3 separate regions of the Zea mays genome follow, and all the other regions are linked to region 3. Evidence: chromatin contacts called from public Hi-C data. All regions are on one chromosome and are shown on one strand. Each heading gives the region's core, a stretch centred on a gene start, on an enhancer-like site or on the middle of the called end of the contact. The rest is flanking DNA. Distances are from core to core; before and after follow the strand shown.

Region 1 (4,622 bases), core at 726-3,225, 180 kb before region 3:
TAGGGTGCATGTGTTTTTATAAAGCTGACACAACAGTTCGGGAATACCCGAACCCGAAATTACGGGTACCCGAACTTTCGGGTATTGTAAAACACGTTGTAATTTCGAGTATCGATTCTCAAAACCCGAAATTTTAAATACTCGCATTCCCCGACCCAAAATTTTCGGTTAACCCTAATGCCCACCCCTAGACACAGTGACAAGCAAGTGTGATGGACTCTATCGATAAAAAATAAATTAAAATTAAAGTGAACCCTAAAAAAATAAAATTAAAGTAGACATATGCTCATAGGCGGATCCAAGGGTGGGGCAAAGGGGGCCATGGCCCCACCTTAATTTTTGTATGCTATTATACCTAGTTTTAGATATACATCAAAATAAAAAACTTTTATATAGTAGGTACAACCAAATCTAATTAAACCTAGTTTTAATCTAATTCCATTGCTCAACCCGCTCTCCATACAAGTAGTTTGATTCCTTCCTCTAGCGGCTAGCTACTCGACCTACTCGTGGCTCGATCGCTCCTTCGATCATGACTGGATCGGTAGTGGGTGACCAGACCCGTCCGCTACTAGTGTCACCTTGTCTTCTCGTCACTCGTTAGTTTATCGCCTTGTCGGGATCCCACACGCAGCGCCACTACTTTGCCTCCTATTCCACGTCGACCGGTGGGCAAGCTATTGGTGGGATCCTGCCTTGGCACCATGGTGTCACCACCATCTGCCCTCACTATGCCACCAGGGTCCCACCACGTCGTCGCAATGCAACAATTGTTGTCGCTTGCCGCTGCCTACAGCCGCTTGCCCTCGCATGTTGCTGCCTCATCATCGATATCTCAAGGCAGACTCACCACAATGACGCGTCGATGTGACCGCTTCACCCGTCTTTCTGTAGGGTGGCCAACATGGTTTTCTGATATTTATATTATTTTAGAACGCTCCTAGTATTGTCATCTGATCTTGTTATTATCATGAAGCTATTTTTATCTAGTCGTCTAGTATCATGGTTTGCCTTTTATGGTGTCGTCCCACCTAAAATTTTGTTCTGCGTCCGCCACTGCATATGCTCCACATACCAAATAAACCAAATGCTGATATTACGCTTGATCTTATTTGTTCTCATCTAGCTAGTTGTAGTATCCGGAAGGATTGTGCTCCATGCAGTTTCGTGTCATGTTGAGCTTTGGTGTTTTTTCACGCTCCAACTAGGAGGTGATGGCTTAGGTAAATTAGAAAAGGTATAAATGATTTTTTTAAAGTGACGACGATGGAAACTGAAAAAATTGATACTTTACAGGAGTAGAGAACAAAAGATATTGTCATTTGTCAATGGTCTAACCGAAAGAAGCAACCGAACGTCCACCCGTGTCTCCACTCGCGCTGGCGAAGGACGCTTGGAGAACCAAACCAAACCAAATTTCGCTTAACACCCTAAACTCTTCCTCGATTGGTTTCTCTGTCGGGATACGTTTTTAACCGGGCCCCTTCTGGATAGCGTGCAATCTGCTACAATGAGTGGTCTAAGTTCATGTGTTATAGTATGTTAATGCTGTTGTGCAGGCTTTAGTTTTGGTGCCAATTAGGTCCCCAACCCTCAAACGAAAAAAATTAAAGGTGGACATGTTAATTTAACAAAATAAAGAAGAGAAAAACAACAGAAGAATAAAATAATATTGGTTAATGTGACAAAACAAAAAGAGAAAAACAAGCGAAGAAAATAAAAATATAGAGTGGGAAAACTGCATAGATGCATGTCCAGCAAACCATCGACAAAACGCATGAAAATTCGAGTATAGATAACCAAGTCGGCATCAACCACTCTTGGACCAATCACCAACTAGAGCAGCGACGTGTCCGCCGACTCCCGGATCTCTCCTCCAACCCGTTCAGCTGTGCCGCCGGCCGCCGCCCTGGGCCTGGGTCGCACAAATTCGCGTCCGCTTCGTGGTGCCCGCCCAGCCCCAACCCTCGTGGTCGACTGGTCGTTGAAACCTATTCGCAGGAAGAAAAAAAAACATTCTTGTCCGCCCCGGCTCCAGGCTGCTAGTCTGCAACCCCCCATCCACCCGCGAAGTCTCCCACCACCGCGCCGATCCGGGGGCGGGCGGCGGGGGGGCCTCTTGCTCTCTACTCCACCCACTCGCGGCCTCACCCGTGGATCTACGCGGTGGCCGGCGGGCGCGATGGCGGAGGCGGAGCGGGAGCAGCGCCCGCTGCCGGAGGTTTGTCCCTTTGTTTGAATCCAAGCGTGTGTCTCCCTCGCTGTCCCCCCCAAAATCCAATTTTCCCCGTCCCCGCGCCCTGCGCGAACCATTTCGAACTCGGCGGTGAAGGAGACGACCGCCGACTGGATTGGGGCGACGGCTAGGAGCCCCGTGCTTTGTGATCGAGATTTGGCAGTCTCGGATAGCAGTGCCAGTTTAGTGTGTCTGTTCCCTGATGTGGTTACCTGACTTGGTTGGAAGTTATGGTCAAGTTTAGTATAGATAGATCCGATCCGATGCTTGTGCTCAGCTCATCTGGGACTGGGAGTATGACATTCCTTATTGGTGCATGACCGTAGTATCATCTGCAGCATTGAGTTAATTGTCAACCTCCTTTTATTATTTTCAGGTGGAGCAATCTGTCACGTCCATACCGGAAGATCATGAAGCAACATGTTGGGGCTGTGGGCTTCGGCTTGTCTTTGCGAGCTACTCACCTATCTACAAGTGTGGGTGGTGTGGAGCCGTCACGCAGAGCAACAACCAGACTGCAAGGAAACCTGATAGTATATGGTTTTCCCACTGGAGGCGCCTACGGGACAGGCTCTTCGTGGCTGTGCTCGTCCTCTTCATGCTCTTCGTTATATGTACGCTCCCCCCGGCCATCTCTTGCCATCGCCATGAGTTCATAACTTGTCACGGTTATTCGTTTGTCATACAGTTTCTTGGTCATTTGTTTATCGATCCTGTTATTTTGTTTGACACAGGTGGTGGGGTCTGGGCGGTATATCCTGTTGTTTTCTCAGTCAGCAAGTTCTGTGGCGTATTTCACTGCACGGTAGCAGCTGTGTTGGCTGTATGTACCGTCACAAGCTATTGCTTGGCCTCTTTGAAATGTGCAGGCGCACCAACAGACATAAGGTGGGGCAGCTATCCCGTGGTTGGGAAAGGGGATCTTGAGAACTATACCTTTTGTACATACTGTAGCAAACCAAAGCCCCCCAGAGCACATCACTGCCGGTCGTGTAAAATGTGCGTGGTGGACATGGATCATCATTGCCCATTTGTAAGTATGATCGCTGCACTATTTTCTTTTTGTTTGTATGTTTGTTGTTGTTCATTGTTAGTCGACTTGTTTATTCATCCCGTCCTCTTTCTGTTCAAGTGCAGATTGGCAACTGCGTGGGAGCATCAAACCATCAAGTGTTTGTGGTTTTTCTCATTTCTGTGGTTATCAGTTGCTCTTATGTCGCTGGGATGACCATATACGCGAGCTACCAGATATGGCCCTCCATTGAATTCCCAGACCTAGCATCATCATCTCGTCACTCGATGAGTTCTTGGAAAACGGTGCTGGAGATGATCACTACGGTTGCAGGCTCCGCCTTCTTCTTGTCAGCCAGGGGTCTAGTCCTGGTGTATCTGGCGTTTGCTAGCTCGTCAGTGAATGCTGGTATAGCTGTGTTGCTGTGCCAGCAGCTGAGCTATATCTACGAAGGGAACACGTACCTCAGCCGTCTGAGCTCACCACCGAATGCCTTGCAGCATGGAGAGAGGGGTTTGCAGAACATCGTTCGGTTTTTCGGGTGCCCGTATCCAGTCTCCAGAGCTGTGTTGCGACTGCGGTACTCCAACGCTGCCAAGTTGCAGGATGATTCAGGGTCGAAACTTCTTTAGAGAGGTATGGATCAATAGATCAGTCAAAATCCTCTGTTTTTTTTATGTTCCTTCTTATAAATCAGTCATGGTGTAACAGACAGTTTCGTTTACATTACATGTCGGTTTCAGTGCTATACTCTCGATTAAGACGCCGTTTCGAGTCGAGACAGTTCTGTTCTGTTACTCGGAAATTGTGATTTGTGAACCTCACTCAGTTGACCACCGGCAGATTTGTCTGAATAACTGAAGCCGTTTTAGGATGCAGCACTCATGACAACCCGTGTTCGATCTGGAGGAAGGATTAGTTGTTCATGAGGACGCCACTCGCATTGATTAGGTAGAGCAATTTTGGCAGATGCTGAAATACGGTGTGGCCTGCGCATTCATTGCCTGCAGACAATAATAAGGTGCTGATGGTCTTGCAACAGACTGCAGCACCTGAAATTCTGCATCACCATCACTGCCCTTTCCAACTCAGCAGAGCTTGAAGATGGCAGCAGCTTCATCCACAGCTGGTTGTTGCAGAAGAAATGATCATCATGATTAAATCTGACAGTAGTGGCTTCGAGAGTGATGCTAGGATGTTGGAGAGAAAAAAAATGTGTCCCGCCATACCTCTTTGATGTTAATTCACTGACATGTATATATACGATCGGAAACGTTGTAACGTTCACTTGATGTAAATTATTAGTCGATTAATCATGCACGTGTCCGTTCCGTGGTATGGATTGCATGGCGAATGGAAGAAGGAGACGAGATG
Region 2 (4,532 bases), core at 1,395-3,894, 140 kb before region 3:
ATCTTGATAGTGCTCGATTATAGCATCCATTAGCCAGGTTTTATCATGTTTTGTTGGATGCTTCCTCCAGTTCAGGAAGTGTTTTCTTTACGCACTTTCAGTTGTAATATTATTTTTTGACACAACACTAATCTGGTCACCAAAATACCTTTAGATCTTCTCATACCTAGGTCAAATTTAGCATTCTCATGAAATAGTGTACAAACAGTTATTCTCATACACTAATCATGCTTGTTGATGATACTAATACTGTCTGATATAACTAGTTGCTTTTTCTCTCTTTGGTAAGAATCTGCAATTAAATTTGACATCCATTGGTTATATATTTTTTCCTTGTTCAGTTACCACACATGCTGCCATCTGAAAAGGCATTTTCAGCTGTTGTATCTGCTCTTGGCATCTACAACAAAGACGTGATAGTAGTTTATGATGGAAAGGGGCTGTTCAGTGCTGCTCGTGTTTGGTGGTAAGCTTTTTTCTTCACAAAAATATGTAAAAATTGCTAGGGTTGAAGACCAAATAAATAAATGTTCATTTTAGCTGTGTATTTGGCTATATGCAAATAAATGAATGTTCTTTTCTTTTAGCATTTAGCGCTAGGGGATGCTCTTTGAAGTGGTTATTGACCAGTAAAAACTTATACAGTAGTTTGTTTGCGTTCTTACTTGATAGCCTAAATGCCGCACCAAGGAGTATAGATTAACATTGAATTACAAATTGTATAGGTTGAGTTTTGATTTACAGAATTGTCTGTGTGCTAGTTGGTTCATATATGTGAAGTTAGCAAGATTATTTCAAGGAAGGGCATGAAATCCTCATTTCAGAAAACATGTTCATTTGTTGCCAGGTGGGGAGGACTGCACAGCTCGCATCTGGAGCATCAAAACAGGCGAGCTCTGGAGTGAATGAAGGACGTCGTCTTTGGAAGTCAGACATCACCTAGAGCTAGAGTGTCCATTGTTGACATGTTTCTCTTAGTGATAGGTGGATACTGTCTAGCTAGGAACAGAGTCTTGAGGGATTGATGGACCCATGCATCTTCAATTTCTGTGTGTTGTATTACTACTGGTACAATCTCCAATTCTTGTGAACTTATGTATTTGGACTGTGAATTTGTGATATGAACATATATCCATGTGTTTGAAATCTGTATTGTATGTGATATTCTATGTTGCATGTGATATTATGTTTGTCTAATTTTTCATTTCTGTAATTTTTATTTTTTTCTGGAAAAGGGTTAAGAACGTGGGTACCCACGTTCTTAACGTTAAGTTCGTGGGTACCGTCGAACTTAATGCGCAGCCCACGCAGACCCACGGAGGCCAAATAAGTTCGACGGCCACGTGGCCCCGTCGAACTTAACAATAAGAACGTGGGTACCGTCGAACTTATGGGAACAAATTCGACGGCCCCCGTCGAACTTAAAAACGCACGTTCTTAATGTTAAGTTCGACGGTACCCACGTTCTTAATGTTAAGTTCGACGGTACCCACGTTCTTAATGTTAAGTTCGACGGGGCCGTCGAACTTACTTCTCTAAGTTCGTCCAAAAATCGCCGTCGGCTATATTCGTCGGTAAACCCACGTTCTTACGGTAAGTTCGACGGCTTATTACATTAAGTTCGACGGTTTTTCACCCACGTTCTTTAACCAGTTTCCTGTAGTGAGGATAAGAAGGTGAACAAGAAGCTGACAGCCAAGCTGACCCTATACTCAGGATGTGTTGTGCCTTCTGGTGGTGAAACCGTCTCTTTAAGCAACTGAACTGCTTTAAGTATAACAGAAGAGCTCAGTGATTTACCCTTTAGAAAATCCTCTACCTTGCTAGCTCTGATGGCATGGTCAGCTCCATAAGCACCGAACACCAAGCATATATCCTCCATGATGTTCTTCCCTGAAGCTGCATCAGTTGAAGTCCTTGCCAAGAGAGCAGCATTGACATATGAAGCAGCATTGCCAAATGGCCGAGGCGCTGCCCGGAATGTCTCAAAGGTGATGCCATCTGAATCCCACTTTGGGATGAATATGCTCATCAGCAGGGTCCTAGAATCACATGGAGACTGCTGCAAGAACTCCTCCAAAGTAAGGCACAACCTTTTGGAAGCCGTCTGGATTGTGACTGTTGTACCTGCAGCCAGTAGCACAGTTGCTATGTCTGACTCGAATGGCAACCTCTGCGCCATGATTATGTTGCCACCTATGGTTGTTGTGTTCCGAACAAATGGCGAAGCCACTTTGCTTAGGTGATTGGCAATTTTTTTGAAGACCAGATTTCCATCTGACAACACCTCAATGGCTGTAGCCTGTAGAGATGGACACAACCGATCCAAGCTCAATTCCCTTAACGCTGCTGTTGATGACTGATAGCTCTGGTATTCCTTTGATGTCAATGTACTTGTCATAGAGGTCCTGATCCATGTGTAAGGGAGTTCACTGCCACTCCCCGCTCATTTTTTCTGAAGGAGAAATATCCATCTTCTTGTTGTTTTGTACCGTTGGATACTTTAGCATCATTCTCATACTACTAGGAGTGTAGGTAAGGAGTCCACACACGAGTTTGTAAACACCATGTGTAAGGGAGTTCACCAACGTGATGTGCCTCACCTACAGGGGTGCTGCTTTGTCACCACCCTTGTGCCTTGTCCAGGTGCTACTTACCAGCCTCTTATTTTGTTTCTGAACTCAGGATCTTATGCTGGTCCTACAAGTAACATTAAAGCACTTCCCTCCCTGTTGGCATTAAAACCCCTGGCGTGGTTGTGTTGTACTGTTGTTTGTATTAGGCGAGCATCACTTCCAATTTGTTGTAGTAGCTTTTTCTTGCTACTTCATGGATCTTGGGTCTTCGGTTGTTGAGTTATTTGCTTCAGCAATTGGGCTTCTGACTTAGAGCTTTTGGATTTGTAGGCATTGCTGGTTGTCTTGAAGAAGATGATGGTGGGCTCTTCCCACCACTAGCAGCTATAGAGGAAGGGGAAATCTGTGGCTGACAAGGGCCCGCCGCCGCAACTGTGGTGGCAGAGAAGGTGGTGGCACAGTTAGGGCAGCCACAAGACCCCATCATCTGGGCGAGGCGGTAGCATCATACTTGTCATCATCCTATCACATAGCTTTGGTATTATTTCTGGTTTTTGGCTCATGTGCACGTTTGTTGGTATCATTAATCATTTTCACTTTAGTTACAATGATCGCCTAAATCCATGGTTTTTATTGCCTATAGTTGTTAATGTTTCTATGGTTTTGCAGTAGTTGCCTAAAAACTGAAAGTATATGAACACTTCTCTATTTCAGACAAAAAGTTTTGGGGCTTTATGCTGTTCGTTGGAGACTGTACATGTGGCCATAAGTCTATGTTGGATCAGAAATGTGATTTATTAGAGTTACGAAAATTGATGTGTATGATATAGACATTTGAGCTGGGGCTAATGCCCGTTTACATCTTATTATTGTTGTTGTATGCTTGTGTGCTTAATTTGTTGTTTCTATAGATTAATGTGAGGTATAATCTTGTTTTCGGCTCTCCTGATGTTGTAGCTGTTGAGTGCAAGAAATCACATGCAAGCTGGGTTGTGTTAGACAAGTAATGGTCAACTACTAAATCAGTAGTTTCTTTAATACATCCTGCATTATCTAATTGTTATTTTTGCTTATTAAATTGTATGTTGTTGCTGCTCAAGGATTTGAAGCATGAGGAGAAGCATTGTGGGGGAGAAGCTTCAGTGCAATATTGTTGTTGTATAGGGATTAACATCCTCAAGATCACTTGGAAAACTTTCACAAAAAACTCGTAATGCAAGCATATGTTTTATTGGAAAAGTTTTCCAAGCTGAATTTCTGAAAGCATCCTCACTGCTTTAGTTATGCTGAATTGGAATTTGCAGCTAGGGGTTTCTCACAAGTAAATTTCTTAGCTAAAGGTGGATTTTGGTCTGTTCATTGATGTGTCCTTTCTGATGGTGGCGTTGTTTGTTAGCTACAAAATCATCAATCAAATATTGTAATTATATTGCGTCATTGTTTTGTATCAATTTTAAGTTGCCGTAGCAACGCACGGGCACCCTACTAGTAATAAATTAAGTTGACCAATTATCTAGTTGTTCGTCTCGAGCATAGAGTTAAGACACTTACATTCATTATATTAGACACACTCGAAGACACGTATTATACATGTCCTGGATGGGAACTTGAGAAGCCAACAAAAGCAAATGCACAACAGTACGAGTGATGAAGCACGTAAACTGAAAGAATAAGAAATGTTTCAAAGGCAGAAAATGAGGCTCATATATACTGCATCTTTGTAACTCAGTCTCTGTGAATGGAACAACCGCCACCCTCTTTGTTAAAGATTGTATCCTCCAGTATTACATGTTACAACTTTTTATATATATAAATCACACACCCAGACATTGTACAAGAGTCCCAATGAGGCAGAAGAGTTCCAAGCTCGTTATGGGTTGAATGCTGGAACCGATCGGCCGACCGATCTGGCAAATCAATTTACCTGTCAATCCCCTCAATCTTGTCTTCAACCTC
Region 3 (4,739 bases), core at 88-2,587:
GTACTTGTTGTCCCAGGAGAACTCGAGCACGGACCAGCCGATCCCGCCGAACTCCTCGGCGTTCCGGGACACGTACTGCAGGTACTCCTCGTCGCCGGTGGCCTCGTGCAGCCACGCGGCCGCCCAGAGCAGCTCGTCCTGAGCAATTCATTCATCGTGAAATGGCTATCAGAATCAGCCCCGAGCTAATTGTTCGATTCAGAAGAAAGAAAGTAATTGTTCGATCGCGCGCATTGTTTGTTACTGCTCTTAATCCTACCTGGTAGCCAGAACCGGAAGGGTAGAACTTCTTGGTGCTCTGCAGGGAGTCATCGTACCTGCCTCTGAACGTGTCGGCGAACGTGAAGAGCTGTCCGTGTCACCAACGAAGATTTTAGTAGAACGAACTGAACCATACCGTACTCTGAATCGCATCACAATTCACAACACATATACACAATGCACTACTGTACCTGCTTTGCGTGCAGCAGCAGGAGGTCGGCGTACATGGAGTCGTACGGGCGGAAGGCCTTGGACGCGGCGGCCAGCGCGGCGGCAGTCTCGCCGGCGACCTCGGACCCCGGGTGGGTCATGTTGATCTTGAACGCCGTCCGCGGCGTGGACATGTCCTCGGCGCGCTCCCAGCACAGGTGGTCGCTGTCCCCGTCGCCCACCTGCAGCAGATCATGATCAGCACCGTTTGAGCTCTGGAGGCAGGGCAGAAGCTGGGCCGGGAATCTCCGCTGGGCCTGTATGTGACGCGTACCTGGACCCAGAGGCTGTTGGGCTCGGTGTGGGCCTTGACGAAGTAGTTGGTGCCCCAGCGGATGGCATCGAGCGCGCGCTGGTGGTTGTTGGCGGCCACCATCTCCTTCTCGAACTCGAGCACCCCCCACGCGAGCATCGTCACCGCGTACGCCATGGGGAACCCGAACTTGACGTGGTCGCCCGAGTCGTAGTACCCGCCCACCAAGTCCACCTGCACGCATGCAACGCAACGCAGCAACGGGACGTCGTTGGCGTCGTCATCAGCTCCGATGGACGAATCACGGCTGGCGTTCTGCCGGTGCTGACCAGAGAGAACGGATGTCGGATCGGACTGGAAGTACGTGTGCGTACCCCCTGGGAGAAGCCGTCGGTGAGGGCGGAGTCGCCGCGCCAGTGCACGCGGCGGTCGGCGGGGAGCTTCCCGGACCGCTGCGCCTCGAAGAACTGCAGGCACTTGTCGAACGCGCCGGCGTAGTCGAACGGTGCCGGCGTTGAGGCGCCTCCCGCCGCCGTGGCGAGGAGGAGGAGGAACGACGCGGCTACAGCCAAGGTGGCCGGCGTCTTGGTCGACGTCTTCATCAACCGCGGCATGCTGGCTGGACCTCGAGGTAATGCTGCCGCTGCTGTCGTCGTCGTTGGACGTTGGCAGTGGCTGGTGAGCCCGGCGAGCGGCGAGGACAAGTTTTATAAGATGCGCCGTGCGCGAGTTCGTTGGATCGAGCTCGCCGTCGACCGACGACATGGTAGTGCACGCACGCATGTACGGTACTACGTAGGTCGTGGTGCCAGGCACGTCGGGAAGGACGACGACGCGCGCGAGGGCCGTCGGGCGGCACCGCGGAAGGGAGCCTCACTCTACCGGAGTTTGAGCCATGCACGTCTCGGGGAATGTGCAAAATAATGGTCTGGAGATCGTGCGGCAGTCACTTCTCACTTGTGTGCCATTAGCGAGACAGCGACCAAGTTGTTGTGTCGTCGCGCAGACCAACTCAATTAAGTATTTATGACTCAACCAGTGCGGCAGTGCATGCCTACGCACAATTTTTTTTGTACGTGCGTATGGATTATGCAGTGAAGCCTTTGCAGTCCATAATTGTTAAGTTAATGTTCATAATAATCATTTGTTAGAATATTAGAGATGTGCTTTGCGACCGCTCAAACTCAAAATATAGTTGACGACTAGAATAACAACACCAGCTTGTTTGCTAGAGAAACCGAACTTCAGCACAAAGGATGTTTAGGGCCTGTTTGTTTCAGCTTATAGATTATATAATCTGGATTATAATCTAAATTATATAATCTAGATTATAATCTAGACATAATATAATATATATATAGTTGTTTGGTAGTCTAGATTATACAAATATAGATTATTCATAAAGACAACAGTACATTTGTTTGTTTATTTGAGGTGAGGAAAGAATGATGACATATATTGTAATTTCTATTTATATAACCATGGATAGTGGGTCTTTTGCCAAAATAATCTTAAATAAGCTACTCTTGAGGAGATTATGAGATTATCATAATCTGAGCTTTAGATTATATAATCTGAACCTATAATCTAGATGTTTGTTTGACTACTGGATTATTTGCGCTGAATTATATAATCTAAAGAGATTATATAATCCGAAACAAACAGGGCCTTAGTATCAATTAGAATCGGTTAGAATACTGGATTTCTAACCTTTACTGTCCGGTTAGGAATAAATAATTCGTTGTTTAGTTTCGATTATATGAACCACTACTAATAAATGACTGTTACACCACGTTTGGATGTAGATATTAATGTTTTGAACTGGAAATCAGAACCAAGATTCCTGTCTTTTAGGGATTTCACCATCGATAAATGCATGCTTTGATATTTCAGACCTGGCTAAAAATCAATACTCCCTCCGTTTCTTTTTATTAGTCGCTGGATAGTGTAATTTTACACTATCCAGCGACTAATAAAAAGAAACGGAGGGAGTAGTTGATTTACATTCATTCTCAATAGATGTTAGGATTGGAAGTAGGAGCTTTATGTAACTATTAGAAGCTTTGGGCTCCAAATATCCCGTCCACACATGCTATTTGTTATCCTAGGTAAAAGCTTCACCAGCCGGAACTATTTTTTGGTAATGACTAAATATCTCTCAATCATTGTCGGTTGGGTGAATATTCACCAAATGTGACGAATAGCATATGTGTGTGTATAGACACGCCTTTATTTAATCCTAACCTCCTTGATGCTTCCTTGCTTAACAGGTACCAAAAAACATGTAAACAAAAAACAATCAACATGACATCTTCATCAAGAAGTTTGTGCATATGTTGATCTCGGTATGTAGCGTCACAAATTCACCGTAAACTTTCTTTGAGTGCATCGTTGATTTCTGGCCTTTAAGGTCAATATTTTGTTGCTTCGTTGCATGTATATATATCCACTCAACAAGGAGCACCATTACAATGCAACATTTAGACGACTCATGCTACTACATTTGTAGACCGAATTGTCACAACACCAAAAACAAGAAACTTCCGAGAGCTTAATAACTTCCGATGGGCTCAAGACAAAACGGTCGGCCTATAGTGGCGCTCGGAAGTTAAGGATTAACTTTCGATGATTCGACCAGGCACTCGAAAAGTTATCTTTAACTTCCGACGGCTCCCATGCTCGTCTCAGAAGTTATGAACAAACGACCTAACGGCGTGCGCGGGCGCGAGCAAACGAAGCCGCTCGCGCCCACGCAAACTACTGTTTTTTGTTCCTGACCACCCCGCCTCGCCTTGCCCCACCCTCGATCATCGATCGTGCTGCCCCACACCGCCACCGACCACCAGTCGCACCCGCCCCTGCCTAACTTCTGATGGTTTGACCTAACTTTCGAGAGGAGTATTAACTTCCAACTGCTTATATTTAACTCTCAAGAGTTCTGGCTCTAGAAAATTATTGAGTTTTATGTACTGTGTTCTACTACTGCAAATAATTGTATATTCTGATAATTCTGTTAATTCTATATGTATGTATCTACATATATCGCTACCCTTATATATCTAAAGCAAGACTTTTAACCGTATAAGTACATCGGTCAAAGACTCGTGCGAGACGCGATCAATTTACTAGTTTGAAATAAATGGGATATTATTTCTCTCTCTAAAATATACTAAAAGTGCACTTATTTTGGAATATTAGGAGTACTCTATGGTTGACAATAAACAAATGTGTGTGAGAAGTAAAACAGGAAAAAAAAACTACTCTTTCTAGTTTCTATTTTTCTATTAGTTAAAAAAAGCACTTTACGAAATGAAGAACTAGTTTCTCCGTATTATGCTATAATAGGGCTTGTCTTTTCCATTCAAGTAATTTGGTGGATGTAAATTGAACTAGTTTTACTGAAACAGTTTGATGGAGAATATTATGGAAGCCCTAGGACTACCCAAAAAAATCAGGGTAGAATATAGGGAAACCATTAAAAAGACAGTAGGCAGTGTTCAGTCTCTGTTCCTTATATCTAGTCATCTAGAAAAGCATATACAGATTTTTTTTACGAAAACCTTTTTTCCGCATGAAAGGCTCGATCTGGCAGGTGCATGTTATCTGAAGCACTTTTTCATGTATGTCCTGCTCCTGTCCACGTTGCCCAACGCTTCAAAATATCTACCACGCCACCTCTAATACAGGAGTACACACACACAAAGCAAACAAGCTGAAATATCTGCAGAAAAATAACCGGCCAGCCCTGGAGCTGCTTCTCGGCTCTTCCAACATCCCGTACCTGCCACCGTTCAGTTCAGTCTTCAGTTATCCGCTGCCACTGCCAGGCGACCAACAAGTGACCGTGGATCAGGCATGCCTGCGCTTCTCGTGAACACCGTCTCGGTCTCCCCCGCCGCCTCAAGGCTAGGCTCCTCGCGGCCCGCCACGGCACGGCGAGCAGCAAGCGCCCGCCACGGCCACAGGTGCCGAGCCGAAGCATCCGGCAGCTCGTGGGTGTCGGACTACGACCTGT

The links. Hi-C and Micro-C count contacts between places; a contact is called where the count stands out from the background.
Region 1: a contact with region 3 is called in a Hi-C map of root tip, with 4 times the contacts expected there. The contact joins the promoter of LOC103642188 here to the promoter of LOC103642193 in region 3. A contact is called at or near these places in 8 of 25 Hi-C or Micro-C datasets (bundle sheath, ear, endosperm and 3 more).
Region 2: a Hi-C map of root tip shows a contact between it and region 3, with 5 times the contacts expected there. The contact joins the promoter of LOC118473532 here to the promoter of LOC103642193 in region 3. A contact is called at or near these places in 6 of 25 Hi-C or Micro-C datasets (bundle sheath, ear, leaf and 2 more) and 2 of 3 datasets of contacts at active chromatin or transcription factors (leaf and seedling).

The regions. Positions count from the first base shown.
Region 1 is chr10:150,173,101-150,177,722 of Zm-B73-REFERENCE-NAM-5.0, forward strand. LOC103642188 (protein S-acyltransferase 11-like) reads left to right here and starts at 1,976. Exons shown (of 5, transcript NM_001301502.1): 1 at 1,976-2,221; 2 at 2,613-2,850; 3 at 2,971-3,269; 4 at 3,374-3,884; 5 at 3,992-4,585. The coding sequence starts at 2,183. The coding sequence ends at 3,880.
Region 2 is chr10:150,206,686-150,211,217 of Zm-B73-REFERENCE-NAM-5.0, forward strand. It overlaps LOC118473532 (indole-3-acetaldehyde oxidase-like), which reads right to left and starts at 2,645. Exons shown (of 1, transcript XM_035963275.1): 1 at 1,670-2,645. The coding sequence starts at 2,401. The coding sequence ends at 1,670. LOC100382191 reads right to left here. Exons shown (of 4, transcript NM_001361631.1): 4 at 4,313-4,532. The coding sequence ends at 4,497.
Region 3 is chr10:150,350,449-150,355,187 of Zm-B73-REFERENCE-NAM-5.0, forward strand. LOC103642193 (endoglucanase 13) reads right to left here and starts at 1,338. Exons shown (of 7, transcript NM_001301506.1): 1 at 1,099-1,338; 2 at 746-958; 3 at 453-653; 4 at 260-349; 5 at 1-138. The coding sequence starts at 1,338. It overlaps LOC100281852 (dnaJ domain containing protein), which reads left to right and starts at 4,447. Exons shown (of 3, transcript NM_001368933.1): 1 at 4,447-4,739. The coding sequence starts at 4,580.